Regions from separate parts of the Mus musculus genome. Here all the other regions are linked to region 4. The links are chromatin contacts, called in public HiCAR-type and HiChIP or PLAC-seq maps. All regions are on one chromosome and are shown on one strand. The core of a region is the stretch at or near the end of the contact, and the rest is flanking DNA. Distances in the headings are between cores, read along the strand shown. Region 1 overlaps 1700112D23Rik (RIKEN cDNA 1700112D23 gene). Region 2 holds the start of Rpl22l1 (ribosomal protein L22 like 1). Region 3 holds the start of Eif5a2 (eukaryotic translation initiation factor 5A2). Region 4 holds the start of Fndc3b (fibronectin type III domain containing 3B).

Region 1 (3,576 bases), core at 864-3,363, 1.0 Mb after region 4:
GGAAAGTCACTATACACCAGTATGAGTCACAGTGGCATCTGGGAGAGGGTGTTACTTTATTAGGCCTTGTGAGATGTGAGATGCTAATAGAAGCCTAAGAAAAGGAAGGGTCAGAAGAGACCCACAGACATTTTGATAAATAAATAAAAATATATAATAAAAGAACCCTGCATCCCCGCAGTTCTTCGTGTTTCATAGAAGATATTAATGCAAACAAGAGGGGAGAGCCGCAAAATGAAAGGCTTGAAATCTGTGTCCCCCAGGTGGTTCCTAAGGGATCTGCAGTCAGCTGCTTGCCTGCTCAGCTCTGTTTGAAAAGCACTAGCACCCCCTGGTGTCAACATTGCAGAACTGTCCCATAGTCCTGAAGGATCATAAATATGGGAAGGAAGGATACAATAAAAACGTTCATACCTTCAACCATGGCTATGAGCTATGTTTCCATCTTCCTTGTGATATGTTGGCATATGTATGCCATTTGCAAGTAGATTACAGATGCTAAAATTTCATGAATATTAATTACAGGGTAACCAAGCACATTCTAATTAAAGGCAGACTCTGAAGGAGTAAACACAAGCCTGGTAATTTTGGATCTCACTAAGATTTAAAACGGCTGGGGAGCTCATAGGCTCCAGGGATGAAAGTACCACTACTGTTCGGCTAATGGACACAGTACCAAACCACCCTCTAAGTATGTATCTCTCCGCCCAGGGTAAGTGGGGCTTTGGGTTCTTAGCAGAGAAGCTTCTCCTGCAGTGGGTGGTGGCTAACACAAAACCTCACAAGGAGTCGAAACACAGTATCCGTATCCGTAGAATACCCGGCCACAAACGGGACATCTATCTTTCTGCCCGAGAGCTGTAAGCCAGGCTCCAGTAAAGCTTCCTCCTTTGTACTTGCTCCTGTGTTCTAGAGGTCTCTCTCAATCTAGACTGTTCTCACTACTTTTCAAGCCTCCCGTGACACTAAAGTTCCTGGGGGTCAGCCATCTTGTAAAATGGCCCAATCTTTGGATCTGTCCAGTCATCCCCTTGATTAAATCAGTATGGGATGTTTTGTCAAGAATCTTCCACAACTGAGTTTTTGAATTTCTTACTGCAGCATCTCACAAAACGCAGCACTCGACTGCTCTACTTTGGGTGCTGCTACTTGGTCACCTGGCTAAGGTGTGACTTCAAAACTTGTAAACTAGTGTCCTAAGAGGTGTGTCACATAGAGAATATGACACCTAACATTTTTTATACAGGGTTTACCATGTGTTGATGAATCTTGGCTTGAGTCAGTTGTAACAGTGGGGATTGGGAAACAGCAGTTTTCTATTAATGGCATTCCTTTAAGACACATGGTCAACCCAAAACAGATTAGCCTACCTATAAACCAGGATGATAAAACAGAGCAGACAACTGTGGTATTGACGATACTCTAAGCATCCTTGGCAAAATCTATTCTCCTGACAAAAGAAAAACATTAGAACTAGGTATATTGTGTCTAATCCCATCAATATTATAATCCCAAGATTATTTAATGTACTGCACATGTACATGTACTATAAAACACAGCAAATGAATACATTCTTCTCAAGTGCACATAAAATGAGGTAAAGAAAAATGTTATGACACATTGTACTTGAAAACAGTGGCGATCACAGTGGCCTCTGGGACAGGGGTTTACTTTAGCAAACCTTGGGAGATGGGAGTAATTATCAAATAGATGTGTGTGATTGTTTTCTTTTATCTAAAACTGACAACTTTCTCCTACACTTTCAGTGACAAACATTTTGTTATGATATAAGCGAATTAATCTGTTTTAATAGCAACTAATTTTCCATATCCTGCTCAAAAAGCTTTTTCCTACCCACAAAGACAATTTAAATATATTTAAATTTTTTACATTATATTTAAATTTTTTTATAGGTTTATGTATAAGGTTTATGTGTGGTTGGTCTCCATTTCTGTATTTGATGTGAAACAGGCACTAAGGTTTTTTTGTGGATATTCAGTAATTACAAAATTATTAGTTGAAAGCATTGCCCTAAGAGAGTTGGGAAAACGGCTCAGCAGTTGTTTCCTGCAGAGGTGTCAGGCAGTTTACAAGCCTGTAACTGCAGCTCCAGGGAAATCCATGCCTCTCTCAAAGTCCCTGTACTCACAGGCACAAGCCCACTTACACTCTGAGGCTGCAGACAGGACTCAGGAGTTAAAGCACTCACTGCTCTTGCGGGGACCCAGGTTCAGTTCTAAAGACCTTCATGCTCCCTGCTGGCCTCTGCAGACACTGTACAAATGTGATGCGCATTCAAACAAAACACTCAGACACATAAAATAAAAAGTACATTTGATATGTAGTTTAAAAAAGGAACTGTTTTGGCAGGCCTGGAGAGATGGCGCAGAGGTTAAGAGCACTGTCTGTTCTTCCAGAGGTCATGAGTTCAATTCCCAGCAACCACATGGTGGCTCACAACCACCTGTAAAGGGATCTAATGCCTTCTTTTGCTGTGTCTGAAGACAGCTATAGTGTACTCATATACATTAAAAAAAAAACAAAAGTTGTTCTAGTAGCTTTCTTCAAAATACGTGGATGGGGCATGTTCTCTTTGTATTGCTTCAGTGCCAAGTCCTGCTTTGCTATGCGTAAGGGACATGGAACAGAGCCAACCGTGTGTGGGCCTCCACAAGTGTCGATGGTTGCTGTGGGTATAAGGCTCGTTTGTATAATAATGTACATAGTTTGTACATTATTTAGATTATGACTCCATGATTATCAGAGACAGCAAGAGTCTGGGAAGTGAGGGTGCATCTAATGTCTCAGCAAACTGACATCTTCAGGACAGCTCTCAAGGCTGTGGGAAAGAATGTTGAAAACATGAGTTCTAAACTACATAATTTCTCAACTATGCAAAATATAAGGATGCAATATGAATTGTAGAAGGAGCTTCAGAGATCTAAAGGAACAGAGGCAGCTGCACTATGAGCCAGCTGGTCAGAAAGATACTAAGGAAGGAGATAAAGAGATTTAGGGAGTAGTGATCACAGGGCAAGATCCCACCCAACTAAGGTGTTTTTTGTTGTTGTTGTTGCTGCTGCTGCTGCTGTTTATGCTTACAAAGGCAAGCAGATTCCTGAGTTCAAGGTCACCCTGGGATGGAGGGAATTTTGGTCCTGGCCCAGGTGTGGTAGGAATGGTAAGTTCAGGGTAGGGTCCCACCCAGGTATAGTAATTGTCTGTGCTTGTGCTTGCTGTTGCTTTCTAGGATTCAAGAAGCTGGGGCCTTGGGATGCTGATTAATGGGATAATCAAAAGGGAATCTGGGGTGATGACTGAATGGATATGTAAATAAAAGCCTGGGCTTCTGATCTGCAAGAAATGAGCTATCTAGAGTTTTTAGAATAGTAAGAGAACGCTAGAGAGAAAGAGATTCATCTCGAGCAGAACATAGGCCCTCAACTTGTAACCCACAATTTGACTTTGAGTCATCTGTCTCACTGCTCCCAGACACTCCTTCTCTCAGGAACTCCTCTCTCCAAGCCAAGGCTGGCCCTTGGCATTTCAGTCACCTGTCAATCTATATCACAATCA
Region 2 (3,612 bases), core at 24-2,523, 1.1 Mb after region 4:
CACTTTGGGTCTGTAGCTGGACCTTCTTTTCCTCAGGCTCCTCTCCATTTCCATCCAGGTAATTCTTTCAGACAGGAACAATTATGGGTCAGAGGTGTGACTGTGGGATGGCAACCCCATCCCTCACTTGTTGTCCTGTATTCCTGCTGGAGGTGGGCTCTAAAAGTTCCTCTCCCTACTGTAGGGTGTTTCATCTAAGGTTCCTCCCTTTGAGTCCTGGGAGTCTCTCATCTCCTTTAAATAATTGGCTTAAGTGGTTATTGTTATGACACAGAAAGTTGCCAAAGATAAGCAAAACAAAAATTTTAAATGTCAATTAATGGCCTATTTTCAAAATATCTAATGATCATTTTGATCTGCAGAACAGGAAGCCCTTTAGGAAGAAATGTCAACCCTGGCCCCTGCCTGAACATTTGGAACGAAAAGTTTTTGTGATTCTTAAGGCAAAAAGATTTTAAAATTTAATGAAATTGATTTCTTCTAAAACCTCAGCACCACTAGCACCATACCCTACACTGTATTAACGCCTATTACCGATCGCTTGGATAGAACACAACTCTTACATTCTAGGGCCTTTTCCAAATCAACAACTAAAGTCCATCCCATCTCCTGTCCCTAAATACTAGAGTTTCACACTAACAGAAACGTATACTACTGAACACCAACAGCCTCACCACTTTTCTGACCTGGCGTCAATTACAACCGCTCAAAATTCAAATGCTTTTTTACTTTCTGTCATCAAGGTACGTCCATCCTAGTGTACTTTGTAAACATTGATAGTTAGGTTTCAGCAGATTGTGAGTCAGTAAGTAGAAAGTACAATAAATTATGCCTATCCAATAAACCCAAAGTGTACTCAACTTGTTCTTCTCAGAAGGACATCCTCTACCTTAAAAGCTAGGCAAAGCATAGAACTTTTTCTCTGGAGGACTATAATCGCAACATAATAGAGACGATCATAAAGCAACATTGAGAGTCTGCCTTGCCCTGAATTATAACAGATAACTCCTGCATCCCTTGAACTTACTCCACTCTGGTTTGTAAGTTTGCAAAGTCCACAGCCAGAGCAGAGAATCAGTCGGCTCCGGCTTCCCACTCGAAGACGCAGGCGGAAACCAAACGCCAGGGCATCCCCGCCCCCCAACGCCACGCCTCCGTTTCCTAGGTGACTGCCAAGCACTCCGTGCATATCCGGTTCCGAGTTGCGTATTTCGCACGCTCTGCGTATGACGCAGCACGTTTTTATATAAAAGCGTGCGTGCGGCGCAAGCCCGTTCTCTTCCCACGGCTGCAGCTCAACATGGCGCCGGTGAGTGCGCGCGCGTGTGCGGGGCTCGGGTATTACAGGTAGCTATTGCGTCTAGCGAGCGGGAGCGCCGCAGGAGAGAAGGCGGTGGGAAGAGAGTCGGCCTGGCGGCTCGACTGGGACGATAGAATCCGGGTTGCGGAGCCGTCCGTGAGTGCCGTGCGGCCTGCGCGGCGGGAGCCGGGCCCGCGACTAGCTTAGTATCGGCGGGCGCGGTCGGTCTCTGGGCCTCTGGGTTTCTCCATGGCCTGTGGTCACCCTGTCAACGGAAGAGAGCCTAAGTGGCCAGGTCCGCGGTTGCAATGACGTTAGCAGTTTGAAGAGCGTGGTTTAAACATTTGGAAAGTCACTATAACCAAAATTGTTAAAAATAAGGTTGCTGAGTAAGGATTCAAAACTGAGTGACGTCTGATGGCCCCATCGGGACTGCCTGTTCACTGCACGGCAGTGAGCGAGTCCACCCCGTCATTCACTCAAATGCCAGTTCCGGGTTTGCGATAATTGGAGGGTGGTGAAGGTATTATTAATTGGTAGCCATTTAGGTGACTCTGTTTGGACCAATTACAATAAAGCATAAAGAGACCCATTACCCTAAAAATGGTGTTTTAAGTTCAGATAAAACTTGAAAAGCACCCAGGTGGGTGTTTTAATTTGAAATTGGAAATAACATCAGTTACAGTAGGAAGCAGTTCTTCATAATCAAGCAAGATTTCTCTACTAAAATAAGCTTACACTTGGAAGGTACTTAACTGGAAATGATGACGTTTCATGGGAATTGAAACATTGGTTTAAACCAAGCTAATGAGTAACCTTTACATAGAGCACAGGCTCCTTCAGGTGTTGGTCAAGTCTGTGTATAACCCATTATACCAGATGTATGCTGAGTTGGTAATTTTTTTCTTGGGAATTCAGTGTCTAAGCTGAATAAACTGCTTTAATGGCATCATAATTATGTCTAGCAGAAAGACAAGAAGCCTAAGAAGTCCACCTGGAGGTTTCATTTGGACCTTACTCATCCAGTAGAAGATGGAATTTTTGACTCTGGAAATTTTGTAAGTGTCTTACTGTGATTGCATAGTTGTTGGCATTTAAATGTAGTACTTGATATTAACCTAAGCTGTGCTCCTAGGGTACCTTCCCTAGTGACCATCTAGGGTTTCCTTCCCTAGTTTTGCATTCTTTCTGTTTGAAAATAGGAACAGTTTCTACGGGAGAAGGTTAAAGTCAATGGAAAAACTGGAAATCTTGGCAATGTTGTTCACATTGAACGCCTGAAGAATAAAATCACAGTTGTTTCTGAGAAACAGTTCTCCAAAAGGTCTGTTCTTCTGTTTTTACGTTGTGGTGGGATGTCTCGTAGGCATTAGTCTGCGAAAATGGCTGTTAGTCTGTTTAAAGGTGTTTGCATATGAGTCAGGATGACTCTTGCTGTCTATTTCATTTCATAAATGGGGAATATTAGTATATTTTGAGTCAACAGACAGCAGATTTCATGGTGTGTTGTACTAGGGGGTTGAGAGGCTGCTCTTGTCCTGGTTGCTTCTTAAAACCAAAGTCCTAGTGAGTAGGAGTTACAAATGTGGCAGTGCGTGTTTTCATGATAGGATTGATCACACATCTAATAAACTCATGGTTTTGTCTCAAAGGTATTTGAAATATCTTACCAAGAAATACCTTAAGAAGAATAATCTCCGTGATTGGCTACGTGTGGTCGCATCTGACAAGGAGACTTACGAACTTCGTTATTTCCAGATTAGTCAAGATGAAGATGGTTCAGAGTCTGAGGACTAATTGGCCTCTGCTTGTAATACAATGAAAGTATTCTAAAGAAATATAAAATTGGACTTTATGAGAAAATAAAAGTCATTTCACTCTATAAAAACATGTATGGTTCATCAGTGTGTTGGATGCCTAGAGAAAAATTTGGGTTGTGGAGTGATTCAGGCCTCTTCCTTAATGAACAGAAAGGCTCCTTGTGGGTGAATTATTCATGCTTACTGCCTGTTAGAGCCAACAGTTGGGTACCACTAAAAAAGGGAACTCCTGAGTTCTTGCCTTGATGGGCCATTGTTCCCCAATAAGTGGGATTTGAAGCAAAATCCAGATTGTGGAGATGAGACAGAAGTCTTCTAATAACCTCAGTATTGTTTCTACAAAGTCCTTGACATGTTTCCAACTTGGTTTGTAGATTTCAGTGGTTGGCTTTGAGTGCTTTTCTAGTTTGCCTAAACAACCTTAGTTGACAAGACCTGTGAATTTTCTTAGCTTTGTGCCCAAATCCAGCTTTCTGCAAAGTTAGATACCTG
Region 3 (3,326 bases), core at 516-3,015, 1.1 Mb after region 4:
CACTCCCCCCCCACACCCCGACCTCCCAAACCCCATGCTGAAATGTTCTTTGGTGTTCCTATGCACAAGGTTCTGTTGTGCCAAATAGAGAAGACAAGTGGGTACATCAAATACCTTCAGGCTTAGTGCTTTTAGCCACACGCCCAAAGTTAAAAAAATACATGTGAAATAACGTGCCTCTTGTAGAACTAAACATACCAATCACTTGTTCACCATGAAAATGTGGCCTCCGGAACCTACAAGGAACCTAATACTGTAACTCTCCCAGAATCAAGGGCTGAGAATTTGCCACTTCAGTGTTCTAGAGACCTCGGGAAAAGTCACTGTATTTGTCGAATTAAATAGTCATTTGGGTCCACATACAAATCTTACATGAATATGGTGATAGACAAAGAAGTGATTTCAACTTTGATTATGAGTGGCTCTTATACCCTGCCTTATTGTCCTGCCCAGCCTTTCCCCATAATTCAAAATGAGGAGTAAAAGAGTAACTGTTAATAGTTGGGAAGGTCTGGCTGGGTGTAAGGTAGGGGTGAAAAAGAGGGCTGATGACCAAAAGGCACAGAAAATTTTGGAACGTGATAATATTCTACTATATCCTGACAATGGAGGTGATCGTACATCTGATTTCCTTTTTCAAGCCTCTTAAATCTTATTTCATATATATTCTAACATTAACCTTAGTTTAAACAAAAACTTTAGTAGTCAAGATTTAATAATAGAGATGAAACAGTACACTATGTAATTCTTACTTAAGTATTAGCAGGAGCAATAGTAACAACAACAATAGGGAAAAGCAGAGGGAACTCAGAAGCCAGGGGTCCTAATTCGGCTCTTTCTGTAACAAGAGGCAGAGTTTACTTTATGGAAGCCATGTGCTTATTGCTTCTAGACAACACAAATGAAATGTGTTCTGCATATACGTGTAAGTGACTATGAGACTAGATTTGTTTATAGGACAGCAATACCAAATCACTGAACAACATGAACTGGGTTGTGGGGTGGTCAGTTAATTACCTTGATTCTTTCCAAGGTGAGAGATGAAGCTATGATAAAACTGTGAAAGGAAAGCACACTTCTCGAGAATCTTTGTCTTTAATCATTTAACAACAAAAACAAAAACAAAACCTCAAACTCTAGGGCACACCGATGCCAGGAAGATCAAAGGTCACCGTAGAGTCTCGGGTACATGGGATTTCCCGCCCCTGAGAACACTGCTGACTTCACCAGCACCTCGTCATAGTGTCTGGAGTCCTCTGAGGATCTACAATGCAGAATCATGAAATAGCATACCACACCTAGCACTCTTCGAGCTCCAAGCACGGATTCCAGCCCCAAGGAGGGCTGCAAGCTGTACCAGAAGCTTGAATCAAAGTTCCACTCCACCAACACTCGGGACTCTTGCAAAATCAGCAGGACTTGAGAGTTTGAAGACCATTAAGTGACAGCATCCACGCACCTGCGTGCTAGGGCCCAGAGCAAGCTACCTGGTCCTAATAGTCGTCCCCAAGGTCAACTGGGCGCCGAACTGAAGATGAGGATGCATCTCGCCCGGGAACACTGCGAAGCTTCAAACAGTCGACTGCAGGCAGCTCTGCACGCCGGAAGTGCACTAATCCGCAGCACGTGGGGTTGCCAGGGCGAGCTTCACGTGACGGGGCGGGACCTCGGGAAGCTTCGAGCCAATGGGCGACCTGGAGGCGGGGCCTGTGGCGCGCCGGGGCCTATCCCGGAAGTGTGGTCGCGGCGGGGCGGGCCCGGGCTGGGCGGGCCGGGGCGGGGAGCCGGGTGTGGGAAGCGTGGCGGCCCCGCCCCGTCTCCTGGACCAGCCGCGGCCGCCAGCGCCGCCGCAGCCGCAGGGACCGGCGGACGCAGCAAAGGCGTGCGGTGCGGGGCCGGAAGGTGAAGACCTGGGGCCGGGTCGGCGGGGCGGCGGGGGATGCAGCCGGTGATGCTGGGGTCCGGGCGAGGGGAGGAGCCGAGATGCTTGGGAACTGGAGGGCGGCAAGCGCGGGACCGCCGGAGCTAGGGCCCTTTACCGCTGGGCCGAACCGGGATGCCAGGGCGGCGCCGCTGCGGGTCCTAGGCGCACTGAGGGCCAGGTGCAACCGGCCGGGTGCTCCTGTCCCAGTCTTCCCCGAACCTGCGGCCTGGCTGATACCTTGGCAGCGGGGATGGGACGGAGGGAGGCGCCGGGCCCCGCATCCCGGCGCAGGAAGGTCGTGGGCACTTCTTGCGGTGGGGTGGTGGGGACTGGACCTGCCGGCTGGGCGCTGGTGTCGCCTTCACTCTCCGGCGAGCTCTTCTGCGGCTCCTTTCCCCACCTCCCACCAAGGGCTGGAAAAGTTTTCAGAGGCCTGAATGGCAAAGTATACTCCACTCAGAGTGGGTGTTCTATAAATGCAAACATAACGGGCTAGTGATGCTCGGCTACCTGTCTTCAAAATGAGACATAACCCCGCCTGCATGCCGGTTATTAAAACGCAAACAAACTTTTCGCATAGTTCCCTCAGAAAAACCGCACATCTCCCCAGTCCACCATGGCAGACGAAATTGATTTCACTACTGGAGATGCAGGGGCTTCCAGCACTTATCCTATGCAGTGCTCAGCCCTGCGCAAAAACGGCTTCGTCGTGCTCAAAGGGCGACCATGCAAAATCGTGGAGATGTCAACTTCCAAGACTGGGAAGCATGGTCATGCCAAGGTAGGCCCTTCCAAGTCATTTTTTGGCTTCACCGTTAAGATCATTCGTGTTCCATTCTACATCGTGAGGTTTCTATATTGAAAAATAACTTTTTTTCCTTCCCCTCAGTCTCTTGAATGGTCAGACATTACTCTCAGTAAAGCTCTCCATTTAATCGGACCCTTAGAATGTTTCATTAACTGGAAACTAAAACTTTTTTAAATCCGTGTTTAGTAGAAACAAGCCTGTTCTTCTAATTCTAAGAGACTTGGTTTTCACTTTCTGTGGACTCTTGTTAATTGACTTGCTGACGTGTGTGGTGTGTTGAGTTTTGATGCCATGAAACTGTTCGGGTTTTGGGTACTTACTGAATCTCGTTCTGTGTCACTGCAACTTTTTTTAAAGAAAGTAAGATGACCTTGGAAGAGGTGAAAGGCTCCATTACAGTCAGAGCTGGGATTGTGCTGCTGTGTAGGGAGTGACATAGCTGACAGAGATTAAACATGTTTCCTGTGGTTCTCTCCTCTGTCAGGTACACCTTGTTGGAATTGACATTTTCACTGGCAAAAAATATGAAGACATTTGTCCTTCTACTCACAACATGGATGTTCCAAATATTAAGAGAAACGATTATCAAGTAAG
Region 4 (3,180 bases), core at 174-2,673:
ATAAAATGCTTGAAAAGCACATGCAAGTTTAAGGACAATACTAAGAGAGCAACTTTTTAAAACAATAATCAACGAGGCCTCACTTTTAGCCAGGCTGCCGCGTATCTCGCGTCTCGGTAAGCATGAACTCCGGTTGGCCCTCCTGGCCAGAAGCATGTCCAGGGACTTTACCCTCTTCAACAGCTGCTCCCAGGGAGCCAGGAAATTTACTGAACCCAGTCTTTACTGCATCCACAGTCAGCCTCCAACGAGGAGCGAACCAACAGCCCCCACACCAGTCACAAAACCAGGTCAGAGTTGCTATGCATGCATGCGCTGTGTGGCATAACTCAAGTTCCCAGGGTCCCAGCCGATACTTGGAGATGCGGGAGCGCCACGCACTCAAATCTGAACAGAGCAGTGAAATTTTGCTCAAAACCTGACTTTCTTTTGTACTGTTTTGTTGTTGTTTTAAAAAAGAATGTTATTCCAGAATGGATTCCTTTTCTTCCGGGTCTGTCTGCTCCTACTAACTCTCTGCCACAACCAGGGTGCCTCCCCTTTCCCAATGCCCCACCTCTTGCCACATTTATAAAAAAAAGAAAAAAAAATGGCACATTCCCTCTCCCCTAGCTTCTCCTAGTAAGGCCTGGAAACTGGAGGAAATTCAAATCAAATTAGTTGCACATTAAAAAATAAACAGACAAGCAATCAAGGGTGCCCACCCAACAAAAGCCCTCGCCAGTTCCAAAATATGATTAAGCCTGGGAGGGAAGAGGGGGAGGGGGACTAGCCGGGATGGAGATAAACGTGTGCATTTTTGGCCCCAGCGTCAGCCTCATCGCGGCCAAATTCTACATTTTGTTTAAAGAAAACGCTGGGCCTGAGAGAAAAGAAAATAAAAAGTTGTAACTTTTAAGGAAGTCTGCAATCCGCACTGTCTGGATAAAATGCCAGTGCTTCCTTCGTCTGGGATCGCCGGGTGGGAGCCGAGATTCGAAAAATCTCCAACCCCAGCCGTTCTCTCCGGGAAGGCGCCCGGCCAGCGGCGCCGCCCGGCGGCCCAGCCAGGTCTCCCGGGACGCTCGCAGAGTCCCCCAGGCTCCCCAGGCCGGGCGCTGGGGACGCTAGGCGGTCACGGCCCCGGGCCCCGGGCCCCGCTTTCCGCGAGGACTGACAGGCCCTTCCCACGGCAGCTCGTTCCTGCCTGCCATCCGAACCAGACGGTCCCCGCGGCCCGCCCAGCCCGCCCGCCGCCTCGGGGCGCGGATTCCACCCGCTGGGTCTCCCGGCCGCCCCACCCCCGGCAGGGGCGCCCCTCGAGCCTGACCGACTGACCCGCGCTCCGCTGGCCCACACGCACCGGGTCGTCCTCTGCTTCCCGCCGCGCCCCGCTCCCCCGCCCGAGCCTGCAGCCGCCTGGCTCGCCGAGTCCAGCCGCGGCCGCCGGTTCCCGCCCCCAGCCCGGGGGGAGCCCAGGGGGCAGGACGGGGAGGGAGGACGTGGCGCGCAGAGGTGGCCAGAGGCGGGCGGGGAGTGTCCCCAAGAGGCCCCGGCGGGGGCGGGGGCGACCGGTCGCCCAGGGACCCTCCCCGCGAGCATCCCGGGTCCCGGGTCACAGCCCGGCACCCCCAAGGGGGCCAAGGCAGCCCCGAATCCCAGCTCTGCGCGCACGCACGCCCTCCTCCCTCCACCATATGGAAATCTACAGCCTCCCAAAGTGACACGTCGAAGATTCCTCGGCCTGGCCGCGCGCCCTCCCCCTCCCAGGCAGCGGTCCTGCCGCGGGGATCTGGGCGGGGGAGCGGATTCCTCGGAGCGACGGCCCGGGGAGGAGGGGAACTGCGAGCCCCGCATCCTCCGCTTTCTTCCCGAGCGAGCGGGGGCTGGAGGGGTCGCCCCCTACCCGGCCGGGAGCTTCGGGCAGCCGAGCGGTCGGGGCGCGACCGGGACTCGGCAGCCAAGTTTTCCTCGGGCATCCCCGAGTGCTCCGGGGCCGGGAGCGCACTCGTGCAGACTCGGAGTCCGGCCGGGCTCCGAAGCGCAGGGACCCGAGAGCGACTGTGGGTGGCACGTCCCCCGGCAGCCCGCCGCCGCTCCCGCACGCCTTACCTCCCCTCAGGCTGAAACGGGGCTCCGGGTGCCCGCAATCCGGGTCGCCCACGCCGTCCCAGCCAGCCGCCCGCGGGATCCCCGCCGTCCCCTGCGCCGCTCCCGCCGCTGCTCTCCGCCGCCTCCTCCGGCCGCCGCCGCTGCTCAAATAACTACCAGGAGGGTTTGATGGGGGATTCCGCCATGTCAATGATGTCGGGACCACATGGGGATTCGGGCCCCGCCCACTGCCGTAAGCCTCCCAGTACACGCGCAACTACAAGAGCAAGCTCGCGGTAGCTCGGCGAGGCCTCCCTTTACCATAAGCCAAGCCAGGCTACACACAGCGGGGCTTCTCTTGTCTGAGCTGAAGAGAACTGGGAGACTCTGAATGAGATTCTGGAATCATCACTGCAAATGCAGTATTTGCTCAGTAATTACTAAAGCTGACTTGTTATTTTTCACTTATAACACATATTTCCTTTTCCAATTGTAATTCCCAGAAGAATCTTTCAGTGATTTTTTTTTTATTCTTTTAACTTCCCACAGCATTTTGCATAAGCAAATTTTATGATACCAAAATTTAAATGTCTATTGTCCCTTTCAGTTCCGGCTAGACATCTTTACTCGAAAGACTAAAGACAGTTCCTTCTAGTTTTTATTAATATTTAGTTTGGGCATACTTTATTTCTATTGTAAAAATGAATGTGTGTGTGACCTCAGGTATACACATGCCATGGTTTTTGTGTGAGTTTTAGAAACTTAAAAGTCCTGTCTACCTTACACGGGTTCTGGGACTCCAACTCTGGTTGTCAGACACGGTGGGCAAGTGTCTTTACACACTGAGCTATCTTGTTGCCCCTAAAGACTGTTTCTTGTCATTTATCTGGATTGTATGTGTCAAATGCAAAAGGATCTACTAGCTATCGATTGTGTATGAATTAAATATATACTATATTCCTGCTGCATAGGCTCTGTCAAAGATTAAGGGGTTGTGCCATACTGCCCGCAAATTAAAAAAAAAAAATTTCTAGAAGCAGGGATATTAGATCAAATAATTTACCCTCCTCTGTTACTTAGTTATTCTGAATAATTCCACCAGCATCTACT

Evidence for each region. HiCAR-type assays count read pairs that join an accessible place to other places. HiChIP or PLAC-seq counts read pairs in DNA pulled down with a chosen protein or histone mark.
Region 1: a contact with region 4 is called in an H3K4me3 HiChIP or PLAC-seq map of embryonic limb bud, with 4 times the contacts expected there. The contact joins the enhancer-like site here to the promoter of Fndc3b in region 4. A contact is called at or near these places in 5 of 39 promoter capture datasets (cranial neural crest, frontonasal cranial neural crest, hippocampal neurons and 2 more), 5 of 484 Hi-C or Micro-C datasets (the N1E-115 cell line, cortical neurons, cranial neural crest and 2 more), 7 of 115 datasets of contacts at active chromatin or transcription factors (the NIH/3T3 cell line, astrocytes, embryonic forebrain and 4 more) and 1 of 9 other capture datasets (liver).
Region 2: a contact with region 4 is called in a HiCAR-type map of astrocytes, with 2.9 times the contacts expected there. The contact joins the promoter of Rpl22l1 here to the promoter of Fndc3b in region 4. A contact is called at or near these places in 10 of 39 promoter capture datasets (3T3-L1-derived adipocytes, the C10 cell line, cranial neural crest and 6 more) and 1 of 115 datasets of contacts at active chromatin or transcription factors (astrocytes).
Region 3: a contact with region 4 is called in a HiCAR-type map of astrocytes, with 3 times the contacts expected there. The contact joins the promoter of Eif5a2 here to the promoter of Fndc3b in region 4. A contact is called at or near these places in 5 of 39 promoter capture datasets (embryonic stem cells, liver, pre-B cells and 1 more), 1 of 115 datasets of contacts at active chromatin or transcription factors (astrocytes) and 1 of 9 other capture datasets (embryonic stem cells).

The regions. Positions count from the first base shown.
Region 1 is chr3:28,746,003-28,749,578 of GRCm38.p6, forward strand. The region is part of intron 1 of 1700112D23Rik (RIKEN cDNA 1700112D23 gene); the gene reads right to left. Among named protein-coding and RNA genes, the nearest start is that of 1700112D23Rik, 33 kb to the right of the region's middle. Within about 2 kb of position 2,114, at least 4 of the 459 cell types and tissues checked have an H3K27ac peak or open chromatin away from gene starts, as enhancers often do. A contact at or near this core is called in embryonic limb bud, where this site is marked.
Region 2 is chr3:28,804,235-28,807,846 of GRCm38.p6, forward strand. It overlaps Rpl22l1 (ribosomal protein L22 like 1), which reads left to right and starts at 1,274. Exons shown (of 4, transcript NM_001347226.2): 1 at 1,274-1,309; 2 at 2,269-2,358; 3 at 2,503-2,624; 4 at 2,953-3,190. The coding sequence starts at 1,301. The coding sequence ends at 3,097. Gm32950 (predicted gene, 32950) reads right to left here and starts at 1,117. Exons shown (of 3, transcript NR_166194.1): 1 at 1,028-1,117.
Region 3 is chr3:28,779,512-28,782,837 of GRCm38.p6, forward strand. Eif5a2 (eukaryotic translation initiation factor 5A2) reads left to right here and starts at 1,766. Exons shown (of 5, transcript NM_177586.6): 1 at 1,766-1,902; 2 at 2,505-2,705; 3 at 3,217-3,321. The coding sequence starts at 2,541. 1700112D23Rik (RIKEN cDNA 1700112D23 gene) reads right to left here and starts at 1,611. Exons shown (of 3, transcript NR_166152.1): 1 at 1,460-1,611.
Region 4 is chr3:27,709,029-27,712,208 of GRCm38.p6, forward strand. Fndc3b (fibronectin type III domain containing 3B) reads right to left here and starts at 1,424. Exons shown (of 26, transcript NM_173182.3): 1 at 1,318-1,424.